Linked DNA regions of Pelodiscus sinensis: region 1 is linked to region 2. The links are chromatin contacts, called in public Hi-C maps. All regions are on one chromosome and are shown on one strand. The core of a region is the stretch at or near the end of the contact, and the rest is flanking DNA. Distances in the headings are between cores, read along the strand shown.

What was found. Hi-C and Micro-C count contacts between places; a contact is called where the count stands out from the background.
Region 1: a Hi-C map of blood shows a contact between it and region 2, with 3 times the contacts expected there. The contact joins the promoter of SYNM here to the promoter of LYSMD4 in region 2. A contact is called at or near these places in 3 of 5 Hi-C or Micro-C datasets (blood, liver and an unstated tissue).

The regions. Positions count from the first base shown.
Region 1 is chr14:8,647,092-8,653,420 of ASM4963464v1, forward strand. It overlaps SYNM (synemin), which reads right to left and starts at 3,638. Exons shown (of 4, transcript XM_075896970.1): 1 at 2,536-3,638. The coding sequence starts at 3,318.
Region 2 is chr14:8,189,264-8,195,558 of ASM4963464v1, forward strand. LYSMD4 (LysM domain containing 4) reads left to right here and starts at 4,200. Exons shown (of 3, transcript XM_014576617.3): 1 at 4,200-4,316.

The sequences.
Region 1 (6,329 bases), core at 2,388-4,887, 460 kb after region 2:
CTTAGGAATAAAATCATTTTTACAATCTGGTGGAGGAAATAAGTTTATATAATTTTCCTCTCATCAAAATAAAAAACATAAACCTACAGGAAACTTTTGTCACTTTCTACACTTTCACCTGGCTTTAGTTGCAGGACTATTATTTATTAAAATCAATGGGAGATTCACAGATAAAATCTTCATCCGCTGCTTTGAAAAATACTTAAATGATATTTAAAAAGAGAACGACTCAACCCTCAAAGACCAGAATATTTCAAGTTAAGTGTAAAAGCTCCACTGTTTGCTGTGTTTTGTTGTTTTGAACTGGTCAGGCTCTGTTCACAGCAACTTGCAAACAAGCTAGCAATTTAAAATCCAGACAGAGCAATCACACTCTAGTTCCCGCACAATGCGCAATATCTCCATAATCTCCCATGTCAGACATGCTCTTACACACAATAGGATCATTAACACGAGGGCTGCAGACAGACAAAGAGAGCTAGCAGAGTGTTAATAAAAGGTCTGATGAAGTACAAAAGAAATGCTGCCCTAAGGAAACGCAGGGCAGAACTATTTTCTGATCTGCATAGCGGATTGATGGACTGGATGATCTAATGTGTCTTTTCCATCCGTAACCTTTGATATTTTGCTCTCCTAGCATATGCTGATCTATCCATGCACATGGGGTGCTTTGTAACTGACATACTGCCTTACTGTGGCTGTCAGAACTCTTGCCCACAAAGACTGGGGCAATCGGCTGTTGTAAAATACCATGGCATTTTCATTCCTCCTGCCCAGTCAGCACCATGATCATCAGTCTCTCATCTGCCTTAGAAAAATGAAGGGCTCAGTTAACCATGCTGGGGTCTGACCCCTCAAGGCTCAAGATCACGAGTAGAGAACTGTTCTAGCCAGAGGGGAGCACAGATCAGCACTTACTTTGCTAGTCAGAAAACGGGTGCATGGAGTAAGACACGCTTCATTGTCCCAAGGGGCCAGCTCTCATCACAAGCTACTTGGTGTCAGTGCTTAAACCACTCTGGGTGGCAGACCCACGAAATAAAACTTCTACAACTGGAGCCTTTGGTTTGTGAGGGGTGCGATTTCAGCTCTGCCTAGGGAAAAGCACCTGCACCTGGCTTCTTTCCATGCCAGGCCATAGGCAGCAGTCTGTCCCCTCCCAACAGGGTCCCCGACCATGCTCACGGGAGGCAGGCAACTCCGACCCCCAATCACACATTCATATTTTTAGACCATTTTAAGCACTGCCTGCCATGAACTGGAATGAGCTCAGAGTGTAGGTCCCCAGAACTCACACCGCATCCGACAAGGCTGCTGCTCAGTTCTGCTATTCCCAGGGCTTGCTCCGTGTCCACAGGAACTATGGCAAGTTGGCCATGGGGCCAGGTTAGCTGGCAGGGTTTGTCTCCCTCCCGGGGCTGACTGCAGCCCTGGGTGCCCCTTCAGGGCCCCCTGCCCTCTCTAGGGATCACCATCTCCCTGCTTACACCTCACAGGCTCCCCAGCCAGAGCGCCCAGCACCAACCCAAGTTTTTGAAGGGAATCCTTGAGTTTGGGGCCTCCTGCCAGAAATAGCCACTCTGCCTCTGGCCCTTTAATGCAGCAAGCTCCTTGCCTAGCCTCCTCACCCAACCAGTACAAGGGGCCCAAGAGAGGTGGTGCTGGGGAAAGGCCAGGTACCCAATGGGAGGGAGCAGAGCAAGGGCAAGCTAAGGCGGGGGGGAAGGGTCTTAGGATCAAGTGCACGTGGGGGCTGGAAGATCAGAGGCAGCCAAGGTTATTTGGGCAGAGGCAGGGAGGGTGGCAGCTGGAGTGGGGTTACAGGGTGCGCCAGCAGAGGTAGGCTGGGTGAAGAAATCCTGTGGGCAGGATATGGGTGGGGAGGGACAGACCTAGAGAGAAGTGACAGGCTCAAGAGGGAAAACTGGTGGGAGAAGGACCCTAGAGAGTGGTGCAAGAAGGTGAAGGATTAGGATGGATGCAGGGAGAAGAAACTCCACCAGCAGGAATCCGCGCGAAAGGCACAAACATTGAGACCCCTGTGAGGACGGGAGGATCTAGAAAAGGAGACAGTGGCCCCTGAGGCAGTGGGGAAAGGGAAGAGTTGGAGGAAGGGGAAAGAGGATGGTCCCCAGAAGAGGGGTGGAGAGGGACTCCAGGAAGGAGGGAAAAGGGGGCTGGGGAAAGGGACCCTCGGAAAAGGAATAGCTGGGAGAGGTGGAAGGGGGTGGAGGGCAATGGTGGGGGGGGGGGGGGTCTTGCAGCGGGTAGAAGAGAAGCGGCACACGCCCAGATCCCTGAGACAGGACCGTTCTCCCGGCTGCAGCGAGGAGAGGAAGAAACCCAGCCCCGCCCAGCCCCTGCCGCGCTCCGCAGAGAAAGTTTGAGTTTGCCGAGCCGCGTCCCCCCACGTGCGCGGGGCCGGGCCGGAGCTCAGCCCGGAGAGGGGAACGCGAGCCAGGGGCTCCCCCGCTAGCTGCTGGGCCTGGGGGGCGTGGGCGGTGCCCGCCAGCCGTGCGCCCGGCCACCACCCACCTGGAACTCCGCCACCTCGGCCCCGTGCTCCTCCTGCAGGGCCAGCAGCTCCCGCTCCAGCCGCTGGCCCAGGCCGCCCAGCTGCTGGCCCTGGCGGTGCAGCTCCTCCAGCTGCAGGCGGCACCGCGCGCCCTCGGCCCGCAGCTGCTCCAGGTCCTCCCGGCCGAGGCGCGCCTGCCGCTCCTGCAGCGCGCCCAGCTGGCTCTGGTAGCGGAGCAGGCTCTCGCGGCAGGCCTGGCCCAGCACCAGCTCGTAGGTCTCCTCCAGCTGCTCCACGCTCAGCCCGCTCAGCGGCGGCGGCAGCGCGGCCAGGTCCAGGCGCAGCGCCCGCACCTCGCCCGCCTCCCGCCGCTGCCGCTCCAGCAGCCGGGCGTGCTCGGCCCGCAGCCCCTGCAGCAGCTCCTCCAGGGCGGCGCACTCGCCCCACAGCCGCTCCAGCAGCGCCTGCTGCCCGGCCAGCTCGGGCGCCAGGCGGCGCCGCAGCTCCAGCACCTCGGCGCCCAGCAGCTGCAGCTGCCCCAGCTCCCGCCGCAGCCCGTCCCGCTCCTGCTCCGCTCCCTGCTTGGCCCGGCGCAGCTCGGCCAGGTGCAGCCGCAGCTCGGCCACCTCCTGCTGGGGGCCCCGCAGCCCGGCCACCTCCTGCTGCTGCAGCTCGGCCAGCTCCTGGGCCAGCAGCCGGTTCTCCTGCTCCAGCTCCCGCACCCGGGACATGTAGAGCCGCAGCCGGGAATTGAGTTCCCGCAGCTGGGTCTTCTCGTCCCACTCCTCCCAGGAGCGCAGCATCGTGCCGGGCGTCGGGGCTGCGCTCGCCCTGGCGACGGTGTCACTGGACTGCGGGTTCCGGGCGGCAGCTCCCACCCGCGGCTCTTCCCCCTGCTTGGGGCTGTGCTGGACTCATGGCTGGGCGGCGGCGGCTCCTCCCGGGCTGGGCTGGGGCTGGCGTGGACTCCGGGGCTAGGGAGCCAATAGCCGAGTCCTCTGAGCGGCAGCAAAACAGCACCCCCTGCCGGAGCAGGCTGCCCTTGGAGAGAGGTGGTTTGTCCCCATTCTAGTTGGTTTTTCAAGCTGAGGAAAGTGGAGTTAAGAGCCGAGCTGGTAAAACTGCGATCTCTGTGGGAGAGGTCCCAGCATACAGGGAAGCAGCTGAGGAATTCATCAGCTGCAATCCAAGGGTCAGGCTCTGGGTAGGACATCAAAAGTCCTCCCCATCTGGGGCTCCTCTTTCTTTTGCTTTTCCATAGGCTTCTCATTCCCTCTTTCTGCTGGATAGTTGCCTAGTTTATGATCAGCTACCGTGCCTGCATCTGTAGTCGGTTTGTTTTAAGTAAATAATAAACATAAGTAATAATTTAAAACCGGTTCTTGAAATAATAGCTGGAAAGGCACAGCTCTGGGCCAGGGCAACAAATGACTTGGCTTGTATCCTTAATTAACCTGGCACCATTGTTTCTGCTGAGTCTGGCTCTCCTTTACCTGCTGCAGCACTTTGTACAGGTGGGGAGACTTGGTCCAGAGTGTGCTGAAATCAACAGGAGGATTGGATCAGGCAGTGGAGGCTCAAGAAAGGGAAGCTTGAGCCTGAACTGTAATTTTCTTTACAGGCAGTAGCTGCGCTATAGTACACACATATACCTCACAGTCCATCTAACCTTGCACTGCTACAGTCAACTACTTAGGCCAGGGGTGGGGGATCTTTTTTGGGTTGGAGGCTGCTGACCCACAGAAAAATCAGTCGGGGGCCACACAGAAGTGAAAAACAAAACAAACCTCTGTCATGGCCCCTGACTGAGAATATTTTGTATGCTCTGGCCTCGTGAGGGGACAACGGGGGGCTGGTGCACCAGCATGGGGTCACCAATGTTGGGAGGGAGCCCCAGGCCTCGCAGGCCAGATCCAGGCAAGCTGGGGGCTGAATAGGTTCCCCACCCCTGATTAGGCATCTTTTTGGCCCATGGGACACATATCTTGCCATATCTTTGCAAGATACTGAATTAATTGTAAGTATTGGGGAGGGGGGATCCATTGTATTAAATCAATGATTTATACATTCATACAATTACTGTTAGCTGGGATCGTATTTATCTTCTGGAGTAGGGAGAAGTGACAGATGTGAGACCCGGGGTTGAAAGGACTATATTCAACAACGCTCCAGACAAAAATGGACTTTTGAAGCAAAAATTGTTCAATGGTTTTCCTGAAGAATACCTAGGGGGGATGTATGTGTGACGTAGTGGGGGTACCTGGCTGGTTTCTATGCTGCTGGCTCTGGGGTAACCCCTACTGGCTGCCGTAGGTACCATGACCCAGCAAAACAGGATGAGTCACTATGCAAACCAGTATGGCCAGACACCCCCCATCGAGAGGAACAAAGAAAGGTGGAATGCTGCCCTGGCTGGGGGGCAGGGCTGGAAGAGTGTTGGTTAGTTGCTGGCTGGGAGCATGGAGGAGACAGTCTAGGGAAAGGGGCTGGAGTTTAGGGGCCCAGTCTCACCCATCTCAAGGGGGCCTGAGGCATCCTAGCCCAGCTCTGTGACCAGATTACATCTGTGCTGTGCTGTATCCTGGAGAGGCAATAAACTTCCTCTATTCCACCGGCTGGTGCAGTCTGTTTGTGCCATTTTGGGGTGCAGGAGACGGGGGAACCCCAACGCGCCGTCACAGTATGCAAGCCAAACAGACCTCCAGTTTTTGAAACTATGCCCTGCCATTGTCAGTGGATCACCTGGTACATGAGACCATGCTCTAAGACCTGTAATGTGTAAAGGAAAGCCTGAACTGAATTCAGGTTCTGAATCTGGGACTATTGATACAATTGGGAGGTGGTTGGAGGACTGATACATTCCAGTGTCGGAAGTTCGAGATGAGGTTACCTCTGGCAGGACTGTCCCTAGGCCTGTGCTCCACCCCATCCCACCTCTTCCCATCTTTGTTCTGCCCCCTCCTTGACTGCATTGTACCCTTTCCTCTAAGCCCCCTTCCGTTGAGTGACGCGGCCCGGAAAACAGGTAGGGGCCTGGAGACAGCATCAGGTGTTGGGCCTGCCATACTCACTGAGGCAGTAGGAAACAGAGCGATCTGGCCCCAGCCTACTTCACTCCCTGGTTCTCAGTTGCATTGCTCTGGGGAGCAGAGAAGGCTGGAGCCAGGTGATTCCACTTCCCGGCAGCACAGTGAAGAAAAGCAATGCAGCTGGGAGTGGAGTAGGCAGAACGGCCATACTGGGTCAGGCCAAAGGTCCATCTAGCCTAGAATCCTGTTTTGTAACAGTGGCTAATACCAGATGCCCCAGAGGGAGGGAACACAACAGGTAATCCTCACGTGATCCCTCTCCTGTTACCCATTTCCAGACAAACAGAGGCTAGGGACACCATTCCTATCCATCCTGGCTAATAGTCATTGATGGACCTAACCTCCATGAATCTGTCTAGCTCTTTTTTGAACCCTATTAAAGTCCTAGTCCTCACTACATCCTCTGGCAAGGAGTTCCACAGGTTTACTGGGACTGGGTCGCTCCACTTCCTGCCACTGCTGGTGAGTGCACAGGCAGGCCCAACCCCTGCTGCCAGTGCCAGGCCCTCCACTTGTCCCCTAAACCTTCCTGGGTCCCCCAATGCGTGGGGTTTATGGCAGCTGCCCCAAATAGGCTCTGATGTCTGGTAAGCTTTTTAGCATGCATGTAAATTCTTTAATTATTTTTAATGTTTTTCTCTGTAATGTTTTTACCTTATGAATAAATGTGGTTGGTTCTGGAGAGCTTTGTACTATCTTATAGTGGCAGGCAATTCTGCTGTTCA
Region 2 (6,295 bases), core at 2,950-5,449:
ACAACACTGCATAAAAAGCACTAGTGAGGTGTACACAAACTAATATTTCATACAGACAAAATAAGAAAGCAAGCAACGTGTTGAGTGATAGCGTGTGGTGACACTTTTGTATTCTTATGGCCCATTTTGTAAACAATGGGTTGTGAAGTTTAGGTGGACGCAGACAACTCAGACTCCTGAAAGGGGTACAGCAGTCTGGAAAGGTGAAACACCGATATAGGAGGTCAGATGAGGGGGTTATCAGGGCCGTCCTTAGGATTTATGGTGCCCTAGGCGGGATTATTAAACTGGTGCACCTATGCCTGACTTGCTCTTCCACCCCCAATCCCGTCCCCTTCCCAGAGACCCCAACAGCCAATCCCTTCCCTCAGGCTGTGCTTCAGGCAGCGCATTCGGCTCTCTCTAGGACCCAGAAATGAAGGCACTGGTGTTTCCCAGACCTGTCTGCCAGGGAATTCCTGATCCTCAGTGATTCTTAGTAGTGTCACAATTGGTCCCTCCAATCCAAGAATCTTCTCCCCCAGCAGACCACCAACCTGTAGTTCCTGCCCATGAAATCCTCTCTGTCTTCATGGCACATCCACTGGAGGTCCCTGCCACTGTTCCATCACTGGCCATCCTAAGATCACACAGCACTGAACCTGGAAGGAAAGCATCTAAACACCTTCTATACCCTCCAAAACTCCGGTTTGATGCCTCTGCGCTCAGCTCTCTTTCAGGGTCCATGAGCCTCCTTCCCTGGCTCCGGCGAAAGGTGAGAGGCGGGGCAGTGATGACGGCCAATAAAACAAACGCACAACACCCGTTCTCGGGGGTCTGGAGCTGCTTTCTTCCACCCCAATATGTGACGAGAGTCTACCTTGATGCTACAGGAATCACCCTTCAACAACTCATGTTGGGAGGAGAGGGGCTAATTCATCCTCGCTAGTATCTATTATCATGCTTTTTAGCCAGGTGGAGGTGTTTGGAGCTCCGAGCCGCAAAGCAACTCCCATTGCAGTCCCTAGGAATTAAGTCCCCTAAACAGTTTAAGGGTGTAAGCCTGGGTGCTCTGTCCTTTTACTTTCTATCAGCAGCTCAGTGGCAACCATTAGCTAGGGAAGACCCATCTGTCCCAGTCTGACTGCCATGGGAGCATCTGGAGTAGCACCATTAAGTATCTCTGTTGCACCTCCAGGATGTGATTCCCCAGCATTTGGCTCCCAAAACAGGTGGGGGGGGGGGAACTAGCAGAGCACGTGGGGTTAAAAGCAGCTTTCTGAGGGTAAGTCTGTCTGGCGGAAGGTTTTTCTAAAGCAGCAGTCCCGGCGCTGAGTTAGCTCTAAGCGGGAGTTCTTCCCTCTTGGAAAAGAATGCGGCCTCTGTGCTTGTGGAATCCAGCGGTTCACAGAGCTGTTATGTGCATCACTGGCTGAGCGAGGGCACAGCTGAAAGGAGTTAACTGTTTCCAGGAGGCCAGTGATGCAACCTACGCATGTTTGGGGAAGGGGGGGGCAAAGAGGACACCCAGATTCCTCAGGCCCGGGAAGAAACCCGAAGGCCCTGCCGGGGGCATCTTTGCTCTGAGCTGCATGTGGAAACGCAGGGCCCGCCTGTACATTGCAACCCACCCCGCGCGTAGGGCTAGTCTAGCCGCCCCCCAAAAGGTGGTGCCTGGCATGTGGAGCTTGTTAAGGGTTTATACTGAGCTTGTTTTTTGAACAGGGTGGGCCAAAGGAAACATACCAGTGCAGAATACACCTCATCAGCTCCCCCCGACCGCAGGCACTCGCCTGGCTGCCGCTGGAGCCAGTTAAGAGCAGTGAGTGGGAGAGAGAGAGAGGGAGGTGGCATTGCTGGAACACGAACTTGGCAGCGGAGAGCTGCAGCTGCTCGGGCCACCCCTCCCGTGGCCATACCTGACTGTTAATTCTTGTTCAAGAGCAGCTGAAGGAAGCCCAAGAAGGAAGCCCATTCATCACCGCTGGCTCCCATGGCCAATGCTAATACTGAAATAACAGGGAAGGCCAGTGTGGTTGGGATTAGCGCCGCTTGTTCCGAAAAGCCAGGGCTGTCAGGCAAGAGGGCAAATCCGTGTATGAGCTGATGGCAAATGGAGGGTTGAAGTATGCAGGGGTTAGTCCTAGACGGCTCTCCTCCATCTTTCCAGTGTACACAGCTGGGATGACTGTACTGCCCCTTTAAATGTCTCTTGGTTGGACTCCGCCGTTGGCTCAGACGCTCAACCATTTTGGGTGCATTTCAGTGCAGACTGTTACAGATAACGTACACTCAGGCCCCGCACCCTCCTGGGGCCCCTGCTTTTGTTTTGCTCTTTCCATTGCTCTTGTAATCGCACACAAAGACTGAAAATATCTGTCAAATTACGCATCCCCAAAGAGCAACGTCAGGGTTTCTTTTAAGATGGACGTGAATTCCGGACTCAACGACACATGGCAGAACGCCCCAAACATACAGACCTAAGAACTGCCAGCTTGAGCAGTCTAGCTAATCTCAGCGACTAGGCCAGGGTCCTAGCCATACTGGCTCAGCCCAATGGTCCATCTAACCCAGCATCCTGTCTTGGGACAGCGTCAAAAACTTCAGCAGGCATACACAGACCAGAGCTATTTCACATGATCTTTCAGGCCCATTTCGTGGCAGTGGAAAGTTTGGGGACACTTGGAATATGGGGATTCAATATCATGTGTCCTAGTGTCTTCACCCGGCCGGGAGTGTGCGTCTGCACTGAGCTTGGGCTAGATTCAGAGCTTCCAAAGGGGTCCCATGTAGACTCAGGTAAAGTACTGGAAAATGTTGCCAAGACCTGTCCGGGTGTGGGGAGGGGGAAGGAAGACCCAACCAAAGAGTTTGCAGGGCCCAAGGTAGCACATTGACAGCGGGGCCCAGCCGTTCATAAATGTGACATCATGGTGACATCACCCAGACACAGTGCGGGACCCTGAGGATGCGGCATTTTGGCCTAAGGCTGGGGCCTCACAGGTGGGCTCTGCCGAGGTGAGCCGGCTCCCAGCTTGATGTCTACCCGGCTCTCTGGGGCCTGCTTACAGCCCACCCTCTGATTCCGGCTCCAAGCAGCTTCCCCTGCCTTGCGGGTCAGGCCGGCCCTGCCCAGCACTCTGCTGAGGCTGCTCCAGCCACTGTGCCTCAGTTACTCAGGAACAGAGCTGCCTGTTCTCCCCAGCCATGACCACCGCCAGAGCCTGTCTCCGCTTTGGCCCTCTGCCTGACGGGGCTACCCAGCCGTGCAGCCGCCTCCCTGCTCCCCACGCAGCGAGCCCACCTGGCAGTTGTGCAGTGGTCCAGAAAGCAGCATGCACCAGCACTGCCACCCCCCAGGCCAGGTCAATAGGCCCAAACCTGGGGGAGAGGGAAGGCTTTGTGCAGAGAACTGAACATCAGGCCCGGCCAAAGAATCTGTACATACACAGAGCAGGGCCCAAGGCAACCGCCTTGCCCTAAGGCTGGGCTGGGGGAGAAGATTGGGGAGTGGTGTCTAAGCCGGGTTGGGGAAACCTCAGGCCGGGGTGCCAGATGTGGCCCAGGGCTTGCCTGGATCCAGCCCCTAAAACACAGTCCCCCTCCCCGCCATAGCATTGGGGCACAGGCACTGGCGTTCCAGCCCCCTGCTGGCCTCGCCTCGTGGGGCTGGAGCACACAAACTCTACTAGGCTGGGCCCCTTTAGGCTCTGGTGTACAAGGGGACTCTGTGTGTGTGTGTTGGGGGGGGGGGTGTCTTCCGCCTGTGTGTGTGTGTGTTGGGGGGGGGGTGTCTTCCGCCTGTGTGTGTGTGTGTTGGGGGGGGGTGTCTTCCGCCTGTGTGTGTGTGTGTTGGGGGGGGGTGTCTTCCGCCTCAGTTGGGGGAAGGGGGCACATCAGTGAGGGTTTTGTTTTCACTTGTGTGTGGCCCGCCCCCCGTCGATTTTTTTTGTGGGTCAGCAGCTCACAACCCAAAAACGGTTCTCCAAAGCTTTTGTCAAAGCCGCCACGTGACCTCACACTATGGCTTTGCCTCAGCTGCCCATTCTGGGCTGCCAGTTGGTGTGGGGGGGTGGCGAGAAGGTTAGCACTGACTCATGAGCGCGGCAGTGGCTAACTCGGTAATATTTACAACACAAGACGCTGCAGCCGGCATGTTGGAACCTCTCCCGGCCTGCAGCGAGCCCCACCTCTGCTCCACCCGTTGCTCCCAAAACCCCAGCCTGCCTCTTCCCAGAGGCCCTGCCCTAGCTGCTACCTGTCCCTTGCTGCGCTTCCCCTCCCTCCCGCCACACAGCTCAGGAGGCAGGGCTGGGCTCAGCAGCCACCGGACTCAGGTAGGGAGCTGGCATGGATGATGAATTTGTGCCTCCCTGATAACTGGTCTTTGGGGGGGGGGCACGGACACCCTCCGTGGGGCCCTGGGTAAAGTGTGTGTGGGGGGGGCAGAGCTTTGGGTGGAGAGCACCAGGCCAGCCTCCCACAGGCAGCCCAGCGCACTGCCCAGCGCATGCTGTGCCCCCCCCCCCCCCCCCCCCCCCCCCCCCCCCCAGCCCCGGGGCAGCTGCCCCAGTTCCCCCACCCCGCGGCAGGCCTGACACTGGGGGGCGGTGAGAGGCGCTGGCTGGGCACGGCCCGGGCTCCTTGTCAAGCAGCCTTGCTGGGGCCAAGCGCGTTTTGTGCACGAGGCAAAATATTAATTGCGCCCCCCCCCATCCCCCAGTACGATGCACCCGGGGCCAGCCCCCCCCAGCCCCGTCCTTGTGCCAGCCTGCAGCGGGGGCTCTCGGCACAGAGCACCACGGGGTGCCGGCCCCTGCGCGCTGCAGGCCGGTCAGTTGGGGGGGGCGGGCTCCAGGCGCCCAGCTCTGCCCGGCTGGGGGCGGCAGCCGCCGGGAGGGGAGCGGCGGGCACAGGGACCCTGGGGAGACGCGGGCCCTTTAACGCTGCCCCGCCCACCCCGAACACGGGCCAGCGCTGACCGCTCAACCGAACCTCACTCCCCCAGCGCCCCGCCTGGCTTCGGCGCTGATTGGCCGCGCGGCGCCCCTCTGCCCCGCCTTGCGCGGGGCCGGCCAATCGGCGCGCCTGGCGAGGCAGACAGCGGGGGTGAGTGTGAGTGGGGCCGGAGCCGGAGAGCCGAGGCGCCGAGGGGTGGTAACTCCTGAGTGGGGGCTGCCCCCGCCCTCAGGGTAAGGGCTGAGCTGAGGGGTGGGGGTCCGAGCCCCCCCCCGCGGGCAGGGCTGATGGGATCTCCTTACCCCCCCCCAAAGGGCTGGTGGGCTCTCCTGTGTCCCCCCCCGCGGGCAGGGCTGATGGGATCTCCTTACCCCCCCCCCAAAGGGCTGATGGGATCTCCTTCCCCCCCCCCAAAGGGCTGATGGGATCTCCTTACCCCCCCCAAAGGGCTGGTGGGATCTCCTTACCCCCCCCCCGCGGGCAGGGCTGATGGGATCTCCTTACCCCCCCCCCCAAAGGGCTGGTGGGATCTCCTTACCCCCCCCCCAAAGGGCTGATGGGATCTCCTTCCCCCCCCCAAAGGGCTGATGGGATCTCCTTACCCCCCCCCCAAAGGGCTGATGGGATCTCCTTACCCCCCCCAAAGGGCTGGTGGGATCTCCTTACCCCCCCCCCCCGCGGGCAGGGCTGATGGGATCTCCTTACCCCCCCCCCAAAGGGCTGGTGGGATCTCCTTACCCCCCCCAAAGGGCTGGTGGGATCTCCTGTTCCCCCCCCCCCCGCGGGCAGGGCTGATGGGATCTCCTTACCCCCCCCCAAAGGGCTGGTGGGCTCTCCTGTTCCCCCCCCCCTCGCGGGCAGGGTTGATGGGATCTCCTTACCCCCCCCCAAAGGGCTGGTGGGCTCTCCTGTTTCCCCCCCCCTCGCGGGCAGGGTTGATGGGATCTCCTTACCCCCCCCCAAAGGGCTGGTGGGATCTCCTGTTCGTCCCCCCCCCCCTCCCGGGGCAGGACTGGTGGACTCTCCTGCCCCCCCGTGGGTGGGGCTGATGGGCTCTCTTCCCCCGCCCCCCCCCCGCCCCACACACTGTGCTGGAGGCGGAGCCAGGGCTCGGCCTAAGCGATGGTTTAAGGCCCCCAGCACGTGGTGGTGAGGGGGGGGGGGGATTTGCTTGTTTTACTACGTGGCAGGACCCCCCAACCTGTTCATCCTTAGGGCCCGATGGGACCTTGCTCTGCCCGGCGCTGGGGTGGGGGTTGGTCCTTGGCTCCTCGCGACAGGGGCCGGGACAGTTGGCTGGTCGCTCCTGCCCTTCTGGGAGCTGGAGCAGGGAACTGGGAGAAGAGGGCGGGGGGGG